Linked DNA regions of Astyanax mexicanus: region 1 is linked to region 2. The links are chromatin contacts, called in public Hi-C maps. All regions are on one chromosome and are shown on one strand. Each heading gives the region's core, a stretch centred on a gene start, on an enhancer-like site or on the middle of the called end of the contact. The rest is flanking DNA. Distances are from core to core; before and after follow the strand shown.

Region 1 (7,697 bases), core at 5,006-7,505, 47 kb after region 2:
GCGCAGTATACTCTCAACCAGAAAAAAACACCCACCTGCTCCAAATCTGTGCATGCACTCATACACCCATTCATGTACATATCTACACATACACAAACAATTTAGGGCAATTTAGACTAACCAATTTACCTATTTACCAATGTCATAACCGACGTAAGGAAAAACCTTTTGTGGACGACCATTGTTAAAGGCCACTTCAAGTTTCTGAAAGGACCTTGACCTTTCTCTGAACTTTTGTCTTTCTAAGGTAGAAAAATTCCCGGCACTTATTCATAGCAATGTTCATATGACTCATGTTTCCACAACACACAGATATTTTCAGTTAGCTTGATACATGATGTACAAATGAGAGTTTTATTACCACATACCTGTTTGTAGTTAAGTATCAGTGTTAATTATTGACACTTCTGCCATGCAATTAATGTGACACTGAAGTATTATGTCTATACTATCATTGTGAATTTGATTATGCACAAATCCCTTTGTTTAGCTAGTTGGCATAAGTTGTTAGCCATAAAGCTAACCCAAACCTTTTACAGCAGGGTTGTCCAAACTACGGCCCGCGGGCCATTTGCGGCCCGTTTCCTTTTTTGGAGCGGCCCGCGAGGTATTTTAGAAATAGAATAAAAGTTGGCCCGCTGTTAAGCAGGTTTTTATAATGTGAGATTCAAAGTTTGAACGCTAGGTGTCAGAAACGGGCCAAAGAGTCTAAAAGCGGAGAGGGTGCGCATTTCTAGCGCAGAAAAACGGGCCAAAGAGTCTATAAGCGGAGAGGGTGTGCATTTCTAGCGTAAAAAAACAGGCCAAATAGTCTAAAAGCGGAGAGAGTGCGCATTTCTAGCGCAGAAAAACTGGGCAAAAGAGTCTAAAATTTGCCGTAATTAAGGAGTTTAATATTAAGAATATTAAAAATCTTAGTTTACACAACACTTGTCAAAGATAGATAAAGATAGTAAGTCAAGTAAAATGGTGTGTAAATGAAAGTAATCAGGTAAATGTATTATTTAAAGTGGTATATTTCATTATTTGTTTTATTACAGACTTCAAATATATTTCTCCTTCTGGCCCCCAACAAAAAAAAGTTTGGACACCCCTGGTCTACAGCATTAAGCTGTGGAGCAGTAAAACTGTGTTCTCTGAAATGATGGTTCTCCATCTAATACTTTGTGGACCTGTGGACATCCTGACCTCACTAACAATCTTGCAACTACATAAAATCAAATCCTCATAGCAACTTTTCACTATCTAGTGGAAAGCCTCCCCTGGACAGTAGAGACTTCAGAGTTTAATACCCTTGGTTTAACAAGAATTTAGCTGGTTTCCTAATACTTCTAATAGTTTGTATATACACACAATTAAGAAGAAACCTTGTACCTCAAAAACTGCAACTTGACCAAAGAATAAAAAGCCTTCTTTACTTTTAAATAAGTCAATGTAAAACAAAATGCAGAAGTGATTTAGAGCATTTCTGTTGGCCCAATTATCATGAAATTCAGATGCAGTGTAAAGAACAACTGCCAGTTTGAGGTTCGAGAAATTTACATAATATATACAAACTATTAAAATATTTCAGTAGTTATCAGTGACCGTGTCACTTGTATCTTGCATTAAATTATTTTTGCTTTATTTTTTACTCCTAAAACCACCCTAACCTAAACCTTTTGCCACTCTCCCCACAGCGATGTTGATCGAGAGAGACGCACTCCATCTCCAGACGTGATCATCCTGTCAGATAACGAGGCGTCAAGCCCACGCAGCACCCCGCACCCAGAAGAGCGGCACCACCGCCCCAACCTGGAGATGTTTAAGGTACATCCCGCTTTCCGTTTCCTGCAGAGGCATTCCTGAACTCCTGCAGCAGAGTGCCTCTGCTCCACAGCCCCTCACTCACTAACACTAATAGACTGTGTCTGCTCCTGTCAGCCCACTGCACCGCTCTGCTCTCATTGTCAGGCCTTTAGTCTCCTTTATTAGGCCTATAGCCATGTGAGTCATTCCATAAGCCACGCAGCACTGGCACATTATTGTGATTAGAGAGTCAATCACAGTGTCTCCAGCTTGTACTCTTAATGCCACGCTACTGAGCGCAGTTCCTCAGCCAGTTCTCGGGGCCTGGAAGACCTTTTTCGTAAAGTTTACATGTCAATCAATGAGGAATTGGATCAGCTTGGTGCAGTTGGCAGGCTTTTGCCGCATGGGGAGGAGGCTGTTGGAGTTCACAATCTAGTTTTTTTTTATTATTCTTTATTAATCCAAAAGTGGTTCTGCTGTGGTATTACTCAAATAACTCTTTCATTAATTTTTAATAGAGTAATAATTCCACTCCCTGTACATGTTATCATGTTATGAACCAAGTAGCTAAAACCATTTAAAAGCCAAAATTAGAATTAAGTACTTTACTAGCTTTACACTTATGCAGTACAATGAGAATCACGTAGAGTCAGCACACAGGGTCAGTCATGCTAGAGGGATTGCAGTTATGCCACAAACCACTGATCAATGATCCAGCACTGTAACCACTGGGCCCCATAATTTTAATACACATTTTTAACCTATGGTCAAAAATGATCACAATCTGTGTACCTGGTGGTGTATAGCGTTCATAATTATTTTATTTTTAATATTGGAGTCAATGGTGACTCAATGGCAGTTTGAGTACTGGGCTATTGGTGAAAAGGTTGTGGTTCAATACCTGGTTTTGGCATGCTGCCCCAAGCAAGTATATCTTCACTGTGAACATCTATCATCACTGTCTCTCCATTTTTTTTATTTTTATTTTTTTATAATGTTTTGGTAATCTTTTCACTTTTTGGCGTAATGTGAATCTGAGAGTTAATACTTTGGAGACCCAAGGAATGTTTGTAAAAAAAAAAAAGAAAAGAAAATTTAACTAACTACAATGAAGTAAACTTTCACTGTACAGTAGTGTATCAGAACTCTACCTCCATGTTTATCTTGTCTGTGCCAATAAGAGTCCAGAGTGGTGGGCAGACACTTCAGTGACCTCGAGGCAGTAGAGGGTTGGTGTTTTTGTCAAGGGCAACTCAGTTCATAAAAGCCAGTCCTGGGGATTGAACCAGCTACCATGCAGTCCCAAGCCAAATTGACCAACCTTAAGGCAACAAATGCCACCATAAGCTGATGAAAATAATACTGTTGTGACTTAAAAACACCCAAAAAAATCTTGGGCTGAGTTGGTGAGAAATAATTAGTAGAAGGTATCAGATTAAAAAAAAAAAGACACAAAGACAAGGTGTCACCAAACTATTTGTTTCCAAGCAGCAGATGTTTTTATTTTCTCTTTCTTTATTTTTTTCTTTAAAGAATAAATCATACTTGAATTGGTCACCTGCACTGAGTCAGGCTGTGTGTGTGTTTGTGTGTTTGTCGTCATCTGTCTGCATTTCTATGACTGATGTATCTTAAGCTTGTGTGTGTGTGTTGTTCTCTGCAGGGGAAGACAGGTGAGGAGAGGCAGCAGATGATCAAAGCGCTGCGTGAGGAGCTGAGGCTGGAGGAGGCCAGGCTGGTGCTGCTGAAGAAGCTGAGACAGAGCCAGATGCAGAAAGAGAACGTGGTGCAGAAGGTCAATATACTGCTCTTCCCACCATTACCTCCATTTATCAGCACAGCTGAGTTAACACCTCCCTCCACACTGCTTAACACTGCTCCCGCACCTGACTCAGGCAGGCTACTGACCATTACTGCTCTACTCTAACAGAGAGTGTTTGTTTTTTTAGGCACTGCTGTTGTTCACTGCTGTTAATGGTCTTGGAGCTGTTTCATGCCTGTAGGATGAGGCAGTGAAATTTCAGAACACTGATATTAAATATGCTCTGCTCGATGCGATCACTAATAGAGCTATGCTAGAGCAGAACAGTTATTGTCATTATAAATTAATATAATACCCATTTTACAATTACAGCATGTGCTTCATGCCATTAATACAACATGTTAGCTGTATATGATATGATCTATGCTATATATGCTAACATCTATTTAAATTTTTACATAATTATAAAAGTTTACATAAACTCATCATAGACATAAATACAAAGCCAAACAGTGGGCTTTAAATGATTCTTATTACTGTTTTTTTTCTGGGGAAGAATAAGTGCACAACATATAACAAGTACAAGTTATTTTTTTAAAGGTCTTATTCCATCATTTTTTTTTCTTAATTTATTTTAAATGTTTAGTTGTGGTCTCTAGTATGAATGAATGAAAAAAAGTGCTCCGGTGTTTCTATATAGTACTGCTATTAGTGATCGCTGAAGAAAGAGGATTTTTGGCTCTTGCTCATGAATATTCATATGTACAAACATATCGCCTCTGACCTTTAAGGTGACCATGGTGGTTCTGAAATGAACAATGAAGAACTATTAGTTCAGTGGTGCTGAGAGTTACACAAGGCCTTTAACACACCAAGACCAAGTTCTCTTAACATCCTGCTAGTGATCTTGATTGACTACAACTGGTAGCTTTTCTGTAGCCTTACAAAAATGATTTTTGACAGTGAAACACACAGAGTACACTAGGAAAATCCAAAAATCTCAGTGCAGATCTGAGAAGAATTTTTGTAGATTTTCAAATAACTGCATATTTAAAGATAACAATTAAAACATATGTTGTTACAGAAAGAAAATAGTCATTTGGTTCCGATAGGCTAAACCTGTCACCCTAAAAGAAGATAAATATAAAGATGTTCGGCCACATTGATCAGATGTATGTTTGGATGTGCAAAGGTTTAACCATTGAACCTTGAGCGCTGCAACCTCTGTTTGGCATGAGTTGGTGGATATTCTCTTCTGGTGATAGCTGGTTTACCAGTTTGCTGAGACTGGAGGATTGTACAATGTTGATAGAAGCATAAAGTAGGTAGTCTACCTCAGCATAACCTCAAAACATCAGCTAAACATGACTAGAAATATTGCTATGGAAAAAATTAGGCAGACAGTGGTGTTTATAGGGATAATGGTGAGACACTAAATTCCACAACCCCCTGTACTAGCTGTTAAGCATGGTGGTGGTGGAAGTGGTAGCGTCTGCAGCAACAAAGGCTAACATTAAGGTTTTGGAATGGTAGACCTTCATTTTTGGACATGCTTGGACAACAACAAATTTAATTAAACACAACATATTCTGCCAAGATGCATGCTCAAATATCCAACCGAGATTCATCTTTCAATGGTCAGGCTCAGCTTACTGAGGGACACATTTTAATTTCAGAAAAAAACTACAATGAAACCTTGTAAACCAATTTCTTATTATTTTTCTATAAAGCATGCATGTTGTTATTATTATTATTATTATTATTATTATTTTGGTAAAAAAAACAAAATCAAAGAAAGCCCAATTTTTCCTTCTGGCTCAAAACTTAAAAAAAATGGTAATGTAGCAGTAGTTTTATGTGTATAGGTGTATTGTAAACTCCCTCACTTATCTCAAAGTAATGCAATTCCTAGCCTTTATATTGTGTAGTGATTATTGTCCTGCATGTTGCTGGAATATTCATTTATTTAATTGGATTATTGTTCATATATAAGCGGTCAACTATTGATTTACGAAAAGCACATAGCTGAGTTTGTTCAGTTTTGAATTGCAAAGAAAAAAAACAATTTACCGAGCTGGATATCAAGGAGAAAATCCAATGGTCCAAAATTGAGATTTGGCTGCTTGTCAGATAATGATCTTCAGCACTTTTTGTACCCAGCAGAAGCTCGCTGAACGTGCGAGTAGAGCTGCTAAAGAGCAGACACGGGGTAAAATGGGGTAGTCTTGGAGAGTTTTTTGGACGACCAAAAACCACAGCTTTACTGCTTGTGTATCACAGCACAGTGATATGTTTCCCCACTGCTCCAGCATTGAGATTCTTCCTTACTGTTTCTACACATACATGAGCTGACCATAAAGAGTCTCAGGGGCCTTTCTGCTGGACTGCAGTTGGGATGGGTCACTCTGCCTGAGACCTTGCTCTGGATGTGCTGATTTTGCCAAAACAGCTCATGACTAATTTAGAACAATTGCAGAAATGGCCTGCTTATGCTCTCTTGTGACAAGGTTATAAAAACACAGTGATTTACTTCAGGAATCGGATGCTGAACCTCTGGCAGTTTGTGAAATTCATGCTTGTTTGTCTGTCTTTGTCTGTCTTCATCTTCCTCTTCAGGTTCCAGTGGTCCAGAACACCCCCTCCTCTGTTCAACCCTCTCCCATCCACAGCTCACAGGGGTTGACTAAGCTGCCCGTTCGACCGGGCATGCACACATCTGAGCCCCAGAACCTCCGCGCTGCACAGGTGTGTGTGTGTCTACTTTCCATGACTGAAAATACCAAATTTCCATGGCCAGATTTGGAATGTTTTTAGAAAGGTGAATCCAAGACCTGCTAAGAAATCTAATGTGGATTATTTTGTGTATTTGTTTGTTTATTCGTTTGCCTTCCAAGCGTGATAATCTGTCCATTTTCAATTTGAATCCAAGGCTTTTCTTGGATCTGTTAATCTATTCCTCCTCACACAAATCCAGCACCTTTTGTCTGGTGCCGTAGTGTACATCATTCCAGTTTATTCATGATGCTTTTGTTAAATGTGTACAGTACTGGTAGTAAATTACATATCTGCCGACCTCTAGTGGTCGTTCAGTTTACTGAACATCTTTTTTTAATTTGTCTGCGTGTTTGTTCCAGGGCCACACGGTGATCAGGTCCGCTGCCAGTGCCTCCCTGCCCCCGATGATGATGTCCCAGCGGGTGATCGCCCCTAACCCAGCCCAGCTGCAGGGTCAGAGAGTGCCCTCTAAGCCTGGCATGGGCCGATCCTCCACAGGAAGTATGGGCAACGCAGTCAACTACCAGCAGGTATGCTCAGCCCAACATCCCCTCTCTATAACCTACAGGGCAGAGTGCTCCAAACACTGCACTGAAAACATGGTCATGACCTGCTATATCCCCTGTTCACGTCAGTAATTAAACCATTTATTGCCACAGTTCAGAATATACACACTGCTGGTCTACAGACTGGCATCATTGCGATAAGTAATTTCAAATCAGTCTTGTTGTTGCAAAATAGATGTAAATTATAACTGTAAATTATAATTCTTATTGGTGCTAAGAAATTAAACTGTTAGGTTCCTCTGATGTCTAAATACTAGTTTAAAGAGTCATAGCGTAAATGAAACTTATTATTACTGCAAGTCTGAGTGAAAAAAAATTCTCTTTTTGTATGGGATTTGTACAGTCTTTCACATTGAATGCTTATAAGACAAGTTCAGGTCGGTACAAATAAGTTTAATTAAGCTTGTCAATCAGTTCAATAACCTACATTGTTGTGCTGTATCTATTTTTATGTTTAAATGTTTTATGGTGGGTTAAGTGGGCCATGTGAGTTGCAAAAGTTTGGGAACCCCTTCAATAGAAATAAATGCATAGCATATTTGAGTCTGTATTTTAAAGTGGCATTTATTTTTACATTATTGGTGCCTTACAGGCATTCAAAAAGCACCAATTTTTTGTCAAGCAATGAATTTAAAAGCTGTAGAATATAATTTGTGGCACATAACATGAAAATATGGCACAAGTATAATCATACTCTTACAGTATATCATTTATTAGTTAGTTACTTGTTTCAGTAAATCTTGAAGCATTCACTGATATCTTAAAAAAAAGTATCTTCGACATTTACTTCTAGTAGTATTTAC
Region 2 (7,667 bases), core at 801-3,300:
TTACATATTAAACAAAAAGTATTTGTCTTCCACAATCCCCTGACCTAAAACCAACTGAGATGGTGATTTGGGTTGATGTTGCATTAAGTTCATATGCGTTATACTTTTTTTCTACTTTCTGATTTTTAATTATCTGCTTACTTAGGAGTATGGGGTCCTTCTCAAGTAACAGATAAGATGTGAAAATTTTCTTACAGCACGTTCTCTGTCATTTTACATCATAAAGTCCCTAAGTGACAAATACTGAACATCCTAAGAGCATCACAGGACAGTAAATTGGTGTTCTTTCATCTGACCTTATTTACAGAATGTAAAGTAAGTGTGGGTTAGTGCTGTAGATAAAATGTGTTATTTAGAAATGTATCTCTGGCTTATAAAAATCAATTTATTCCATTTTGAACAATGAAAATGTTTTAGTTAAATGTTTCACGATCCACATAACTAGATCTAACCTGACATCCAACTTATGAAATACACTGCCTGGCCAAAAAAAAAGGTCACATAATCTAATATTTTGTGGGATCGCATTTAGCTTTGATTTTAGCACGCATTCACTGTGGCATTTTTTCGATAAACCTCAAGATTTATTTAAATCCAGTGTTGTATTATTTTTTTATCAAGATCTTGCATTACTGATGGCAGAGTCTGAATGCTGCGCAAAGCCTTCTCCAGCACATCCCAAAGAGTCTCAATAAGGTTAAGGACCGGACTCTGTGGCGAACAATCCATGTGTGAAAACGATGATCTCATGCTCCCTGAATCACTCTTTTACAATTCCAGCCCCATGAATCCTGGCATTGTCATCTTGGAATATGCCCGTGTCATCAGGGAAGAAAAAATTAATTGATGGAATAACCTGGTCTATATTCAGTATATTCATTCTTTCAGCACATACTGTTGATCAACCCCAGATCATTTGCTCAGCTAAAACCAGGTGGAGATTTTTTTTGGGGCCAGGCAGTGTAGTTGTTGTCATTTACATTACATGAGGATTTTAACCTTACAATATTGAGTCATGTGGCTACAATAAGTACAAAAATGATATCAGTGATATCAGGATTTAGTCTGGGCTCTTGTGGGTTAAATTCTTTGTTTATGAATTCACTAAATAAAGATTGTTACTATTTTCCCCCAAAAGCCATCAAGATGTCCTTCCTCCGTTCCACCGCTGGAGGGCTCAGTAGGCACTGCTGTAAAGAGACAATAAAAGTTTAATAAAAGAGCAGATCACCATAACGCTGAGATCGAGCAGAGCTCCGGAAAACGTGAGGTTTCACACTGTCTTATCGTGAGAAAGAACAGCCTGTGAAATGTCTTCGGTAGATGGCATATATTAGAAAAACGATAGCTGGTGTTTAAGCAGTGTAAAAGCACTAGCAGCACTCGCTCACTCACTGACTGTGCCGAAGGAGCTTTAAGAAATATGCGTGATTACGAAATGGCCAATAGGCTTTTATTTATTTAGCGTAGTTATTTGTTTTTCTAATGAGATCCAGCCACCATGGCCAGTATAGTATTGAAGTGTAGTGTGTCTGCCTGAAATTCCTGTACATGTCGATAACTACTAACTAGTTAACAGCTTCGGTGGAGGTTCCTTAGGAAGATATTTGTTTGTTTATTTATTATTCGTTATTTACAGCAAGCAAGACATCAAGCCAGTTCGGGTTATAGTAGTAAAGTAGGTCAATGAAGTATCTAGCTATAGCTTTGTTTGTATGGGCGCTTTGTTTGTTTTCGGTGTAGGACACAATAATATAGAGATAGTAATTTAGCTTAATTATCAATAAAAAATACTTCTTAAAAACAGCTAAATAAAAATATTAACTATATTTTGTAAGAAATTATTGCATTGCAATAAATTTACATATATATTTTTTTTTTCGATTTGTCAATAATTATATGTGCGTTATCCGCTTTAATGTCAAGATTAACGACGATATCTGCGATTCATTGTAGTTACAGTTCATAGATTTCTAGGGGAAATATAGCGTTAGCTATAGTGTTATGATAGGATAGCTAATCTGCCACGCTCATCGTTTTTGAACCAGCCTAGCTACTACCAAGTTCACGGCGATCTAATCTCTAACAACACTTGTCCCTTTGTAACTAGCAAGACGTTTATTAGACGGCTGTGAAAAGCGTAGCCTGTAGGTCGGGATGCCGGACAAGGTTCTCAAAACGCTGAAATAAATAATCCTTAAAGCGCCTGAGTCGATCAGCCGTGATGGCGTGGAGAACGGAGTTAATATGGCTGTCCCCAATTTATCTGCTGCCCATGTAGTAAAGTAGCTTCTTCGCCTTGTGCTGCTGCTGCTGCTGCTGACACGACGCGCATAACAAGCCGTTTAGTTTCCCATCATTTTCAGAGCTCCTTGTCCCCTCCCCTCCAGACACAGACAACAACATACACCTTAATAGGGGCGCGTCTCCGACACAGCCGCCGACCAATAACCCGTCTGTCTGGGCAGAGACCGAGGGGGATGAGCGCCTGTCGAGGCCCAATCAGCGCCTTTGTGTTGCCTGCCGGTGCCGGGGACTGGTCGTGAGGAGCTACTGCGGCGCTTCGGGATCGGCGAGTGAACCCGGATCCAGAGCAACCTGAAGGGCGAAGGCGAGTCAGGTGAGTCCGGGGATTCAGCTGCGGCCTAGCCGGGACGGGACGTGATTTTTGAATGTACAGCGGCGGGATTTGAGCGGAGTGGAACTGCACAGCGTATGGAAAGCTGCAGCTTACGACGATAGAAACGGCGTTTCAAACTGTTTAGCGAGCTGACGAGAGACAATAGCGGTACGGCTTTGCTTGGCTACGAGCGGGCAGCTATTAGTCAGATAACCTAACGCCGTTAACGTTACCGTTAGTTCAAAGTGCCTGACTGACTGGCTGGCTAACGCTAACTAATAGTATTAAAAGAGTGCTAACTAGCTACTAATATAGAGTAATAGTAGCCAATAGAGTGAGTCAAATTGTCTGAAATGTAGCTAGAAATTTAGCCAAGCAAATAGTTCAACGTTTCTGTAGGAGATTTGCAGCATTTCTGGTCTAAAAAGCGTTTCATTGTTTCATCCCGTGTCTCTGGGGGTTTAAGCCAGATTGAGAAGGGAGCCAGCCAGCTTCTCGTCCTCCGGGCTGAGGCTACATACAGTACAGTGCAGCCGCACACAATGAAAAAGAAAAGCCCCTAAATTTACTTATTATACACTCATATTATGATTTTATAATTTATCTAACTAATGTAAAAGAAGTACTTCAGATTCTGAGCTTCTCTGCTGGCTGTGAGCGCTCAGAGCGCTGTGTGTGTGTATATATTCTGTGAACTGTGTGTGTGTGTGTGTGTGTAGAGTGGGGCACACACACTCACTCTGTGGTAGAGAGAGTGTACGGCAGCAGAGCTGATGGCTGTACAATTAGAAAAAAAGAAAAAAAAAGATCCGAAAATGCATCAGCCATTTACGTAAGTGAGGACGTTCTCAACGTGCTCCATATGCACGCAAATGGCTGCCCAGCACTTGACAAGAGGGGGGAAAGGCTGAAATGCTGAAATGTAATTCCAACCTGAATGCATGCATTGATCCTAACCAACAGGGAGTCACTGATAAACGGGTGGAGATGACGTTTGGAAAGAAACTCTGATCAATAATATATGCAGTCTATTATTCTTGGTGCTGCAGACACGTCCAGAGTGAGACGGCGCCTAATTTGTAGGCTATACAGTCTATAACTGACCAAGTCCAAGTGTGTAAGTGTGTGTGTGGTGGGGGTTTCTTTTTCTTTTTTTCTTTTTTTTTTGAGTGTGTGTTCTGGGGGGGCAGCCGTTTCCAACTTGGCTGTAGATTTTTCATTTGCTTGCTGAAGTTGCATTTTTGTTTTTAGCATCTAGGGGAGAGGTTAATGGCATGGAACAGGGCTGGGCGATATGACCAACAATTATACATTTTTTTTTTTCATTTCTTTTCATTACTTTATTGCTGTATCAGTAGTGACTGAGAGGAATTTGTGATAGTGCAGCTTAAAAACACATACAATTACACACATTCACAAGAGTGACAAAGCTACAGAAGTGTACATCATTATGATAAAGCAGAGGGGTGAAACATTCTAATAGTGAATAGGCACGAAACCTTGATGTTCTACGTAAAATTCTTCGAAATCGCTTACTTGAAGGGAGCAGTTTGAACAAGTATTGAGCTGGCTGAGTGATCTGTATAAATCTTAGATAGCCTCATTTCTATACTACTATTTAGTAGTTTTTGTCGATACAATATAATTTAATTCTGACACTGATCTGAACAATTTGGTTACAAGAATGGTTACAACTTGGCCTGTCACGATAACTGTTATTGTGTGGATCATATATAATTCCATAAATAATTGTGATAAGCAATATTATTGTCATTTTAAGATTACCATTGATATGATCTTGATATTCTTCAAATATATAAGAACACAGTGCAAACATCATAAACTCCTTGGAGTTTAGTATTATAGTTAAGAAAAAAGTGTACAATATGAAAATTGCTGCCACATCAAATCAAAAAGTCTATCAACTGAGATTCCCTCTGGCAGCTTCTATAGTAAAGCTGTATTATCTCTACTATCCCATTTCAAAAATCACTATGAAACATTAATTCATTATTAACTATTTGACGATCAAATTAATTAAACAAATCTCCCAGCCTTACATTATATAGTAATAATACTTTCATTTAAAAGTATGTTTTAACCCAAAATAGCCCATGATCTTCCTGACAGTACTCTGTCCATCACTAACTCATGAAGGTCTTAAGTGACATATAGTGAACATCCTGAGAGCATCATAGGACACTGTGTGAATCTGTTTTCATTGATCTAATCTACAGAATGTGGGTATTCTGGGTTAGTTCTGGAGATGAAACTAGCTCCTTCTAAAAGTGTGTTTTTGCTCCGGTCCATCCATTTTAATAATTCAAATGCTTTAATAAAATGTTTTACATTTCCATATGACTAATTTTAACACGATTATTAGATCCAAATGATAAAGCACATGTTATGAAATTATTATTGTCATCATGATTGTAACCTTAAAATATTTAGTCATGTGCTCTTTATCATAATAATAAAAATAATTAAATGAGCTACTCACTGAATTTAAGGTTCAGTTTTTTATTTGGGTATCAATGTTCAGAAATGAATCTGTGCTCTTATGGGTTAAAAAATATATATTTTTTTGCAATAAACTGAAATCAGAATATTATATTACATTCTTGAAGGTTTTAAATCTCAGCAGGATACAGCAGTGGTGCAGTCAGGTCTGTCTTGCAGTATTTCAGGTAATTCCAATGTACTTTCACACACAATGAGGTTTTAAATGGGACTACTTCACACATTTAAACTTAGGCTATTTCTGTAAATGCTGACATAAGCGCCTTATTCCTCATCAGCACTGGGAGAGCTCCATATAAAATAAATACATGGGCTACTACTGGCATTTCGGGTGACTTTCACACTTCTATTGTACACTAGCTTAAATTTATTCCCTAAATAGGCCTGCAGCCATATTGCATGCCTATTGCTTATTACAAATTCTGAAAGTGTATAATTATAATAAGTTATGAATTATAAATAGTAATTACTTTTTTATTTTATTAGCTTCTATTTAGCTTTGTCAGTGCAAGTTAAAATGACTAGCATTTAACCTGCTTTTATTTAGTTCAGATATCTTGCATTAAGCAATACCAAGCTGAATAAATAGAGTAAATGACTCAATGATTCAATACCAATTCGTCATTTATAAGTTCAAACATAAAAAATACTTCAAAGCAACATCTGCACATCCTGTTCCACTTTTTGCAGTGTTGACTGTGTCACCGACTGTCACTGTATTATCATTGTCATGCAAAACCTTGTATATCCAATCCAATAGTAACTTTACAGGAGAAGAAACATCTTTATTTATACTTTCACTACTATACTATTTTTTTATTTCAAAGTAATTCTGAGCCTTTCAGTTAATTTTCTTTATCAAATTTTGACACGTCAGATTCATAATGCATAAAAAAATGGAAAAAAAAGCATGAATTTGGTAACGCTTTTTTTCATGTCAGTGAATATATGCAAAAAGCAGCTTTTTCAGTATCCAGTAGTCGAAACCTAATTTGGTGGCATGGATTTGCGTAGTGACCACAATTTTCATTGTAACTAATTTGAACATGCTGGTCTTCAGGTTGTGTAGTGTACAGATTTAGTTTCATATCTCGTTATTCAAGAAGGTCATTGTCCTTCTCGGTACCCCGTCATCTACTGCTCAAAAATGTGGATATCTGGTTCCTAAGACCAGTTTTTCACCGCAGACACATCAGATCAGAGCCAATTGTTATTTTTTTTTTTTCTCCTTTTTTCTGCTCATTTTGAAAGAGGCTGCTGCCCACTGCGAGGGTTGCCCCACTAGTATTACATCCTCAGGAGGGGTCCAAACAATGTTCTTATTGACTGTTTTGCTCAAAGCCATTTTGTGTGGACTGTTTCTCCTACTCTTCAGATGGAAGATAGAGGACTCTGGTTGTATTTATTTATTTTTTCTTCCCTTTTTTAAGCTATTCATCACTTCAGTCAAAGCACCCCAACTTGTGGTCACTGCCTGTGAAGGGATTTCATGCAGTGTGCTCTCTTTAATTTCCATGGTGCATGCCCACCTTATCTCCAGTGACTGCCTGGTTGGTATAGCTAAACCCATGAGACTTGCGATATGTGTCACCAGGTGATTAGATAGAATATGCGCTGAGCAAAGACTCTGTCTGTCTGTCTGGGGTGCTGTCTAATATTTGTCAATGTAGATTTCATCACTGATGTGCCGTATGCTGAAAGATGTCATGGTGCTGTACTTCCATGTTTTGTACAACAGTTATTAGGTCTGTACAACTGTGATGTATAGACTTTATCAATGAAAATACTTTTTTTTCTTACCCCCTTGAATGCTATCTGCATCTGGTTTATTCATCCACGTCATGCGACTGACAGTTGAGGTAATGTACCAAAAAAGACCCACAGCTCGAGCCAAGCTGTAGGCTACGACAGTGGCCCCAAAAAGCATTGGCTGTTGCCTTGGCTTTGCTTCAAAACTTCTAAATCGTCAGAAAAGGCAGTGTTTAGAATTAGCCATGTCCCTTTGGCAAACATCACTAGTAGACACAACAAAGTGACTTGTTCTGTAAACATGCACCAGCAGATATATAGCCGTGAAATATGACTACCTGGCCTAAAGTTTTGTTGTAGATGAATGCAGGCTGGGTCAGTTGTGAGCAGCAAGAATAGGACTGGCAAATGTCCTCATAAATCGGCCTCTTGACCTTCTGCACTTTTCTCCAGTCATCTAAAGCAGTGTTTCTTTCATCGCTCTTTCTGTTTAATGCTCACGTTTGACTATTGTGTGCAAGTGTACTAAAATAAGCCTTGTGAATGCACTGCCAGGTCGAAATATGTTCACTTCATTGACACTTTGATAAGCTGAGAGTTTCTTTTCTCGCTTATTTAGATAAAGCCTGTGGGTCTGGGTGATAAGGTTAGCAAGTAAGTGTTGGTTCAGTACATACATGGTGTTGTTTAAAACTAGGCCTTAACTTGAAATTAAAGTATTTATTCAAGGTTTTTCTGGATGTTGAGGCTTGTTATACTTTTATATTATGTTTTCTTC

Evidence for each region. Hi-C and Micro-C count contacts between places; a contact is called where the count stands out from the background.
Region 1: a Hi-C map of muscle shows a contact between it and region 2, with 19 times the contacts expected there. The contact joins the enhancer-like site here to the promoter of gatad2b in region 2. A contact is called at or near these places in 2 of 3 Hi-C or Micro-C datasets (both in muscle).

Annotation. Positions count from the first base shown.
Region 1 is chr3:49,368,791-49,376,487 of AstMex3_surface, forward strand. gatad2b (GATA zinc finger domain containing 2B) reads left to right here. Exons shown (of 11, transcript XM_007259838.4): 3 at 1,680-1,809; 4 at 3,455-3,586; 5 at 6,170-6,298; 6 at 6,688-6,858. Among protein-coding and RNA genes, the nearest start is that of gatad2b, 45 kb to the left of the region's middle. Within about 2 kb of position 6,256, the one cell type or tissue checked has an H3K27ac peak away from gene starts, as active enhancers do.
Region 2 is chr3:49,325,650-49,333,316 of AstMex3_surface, forward strand. gatad2b (GATA zinc finger domain containing 2B) reads left to right here and starts at 2,051. Exons shown (of 11, transcript XM_007259838.4): 1 at 2,051-2,620.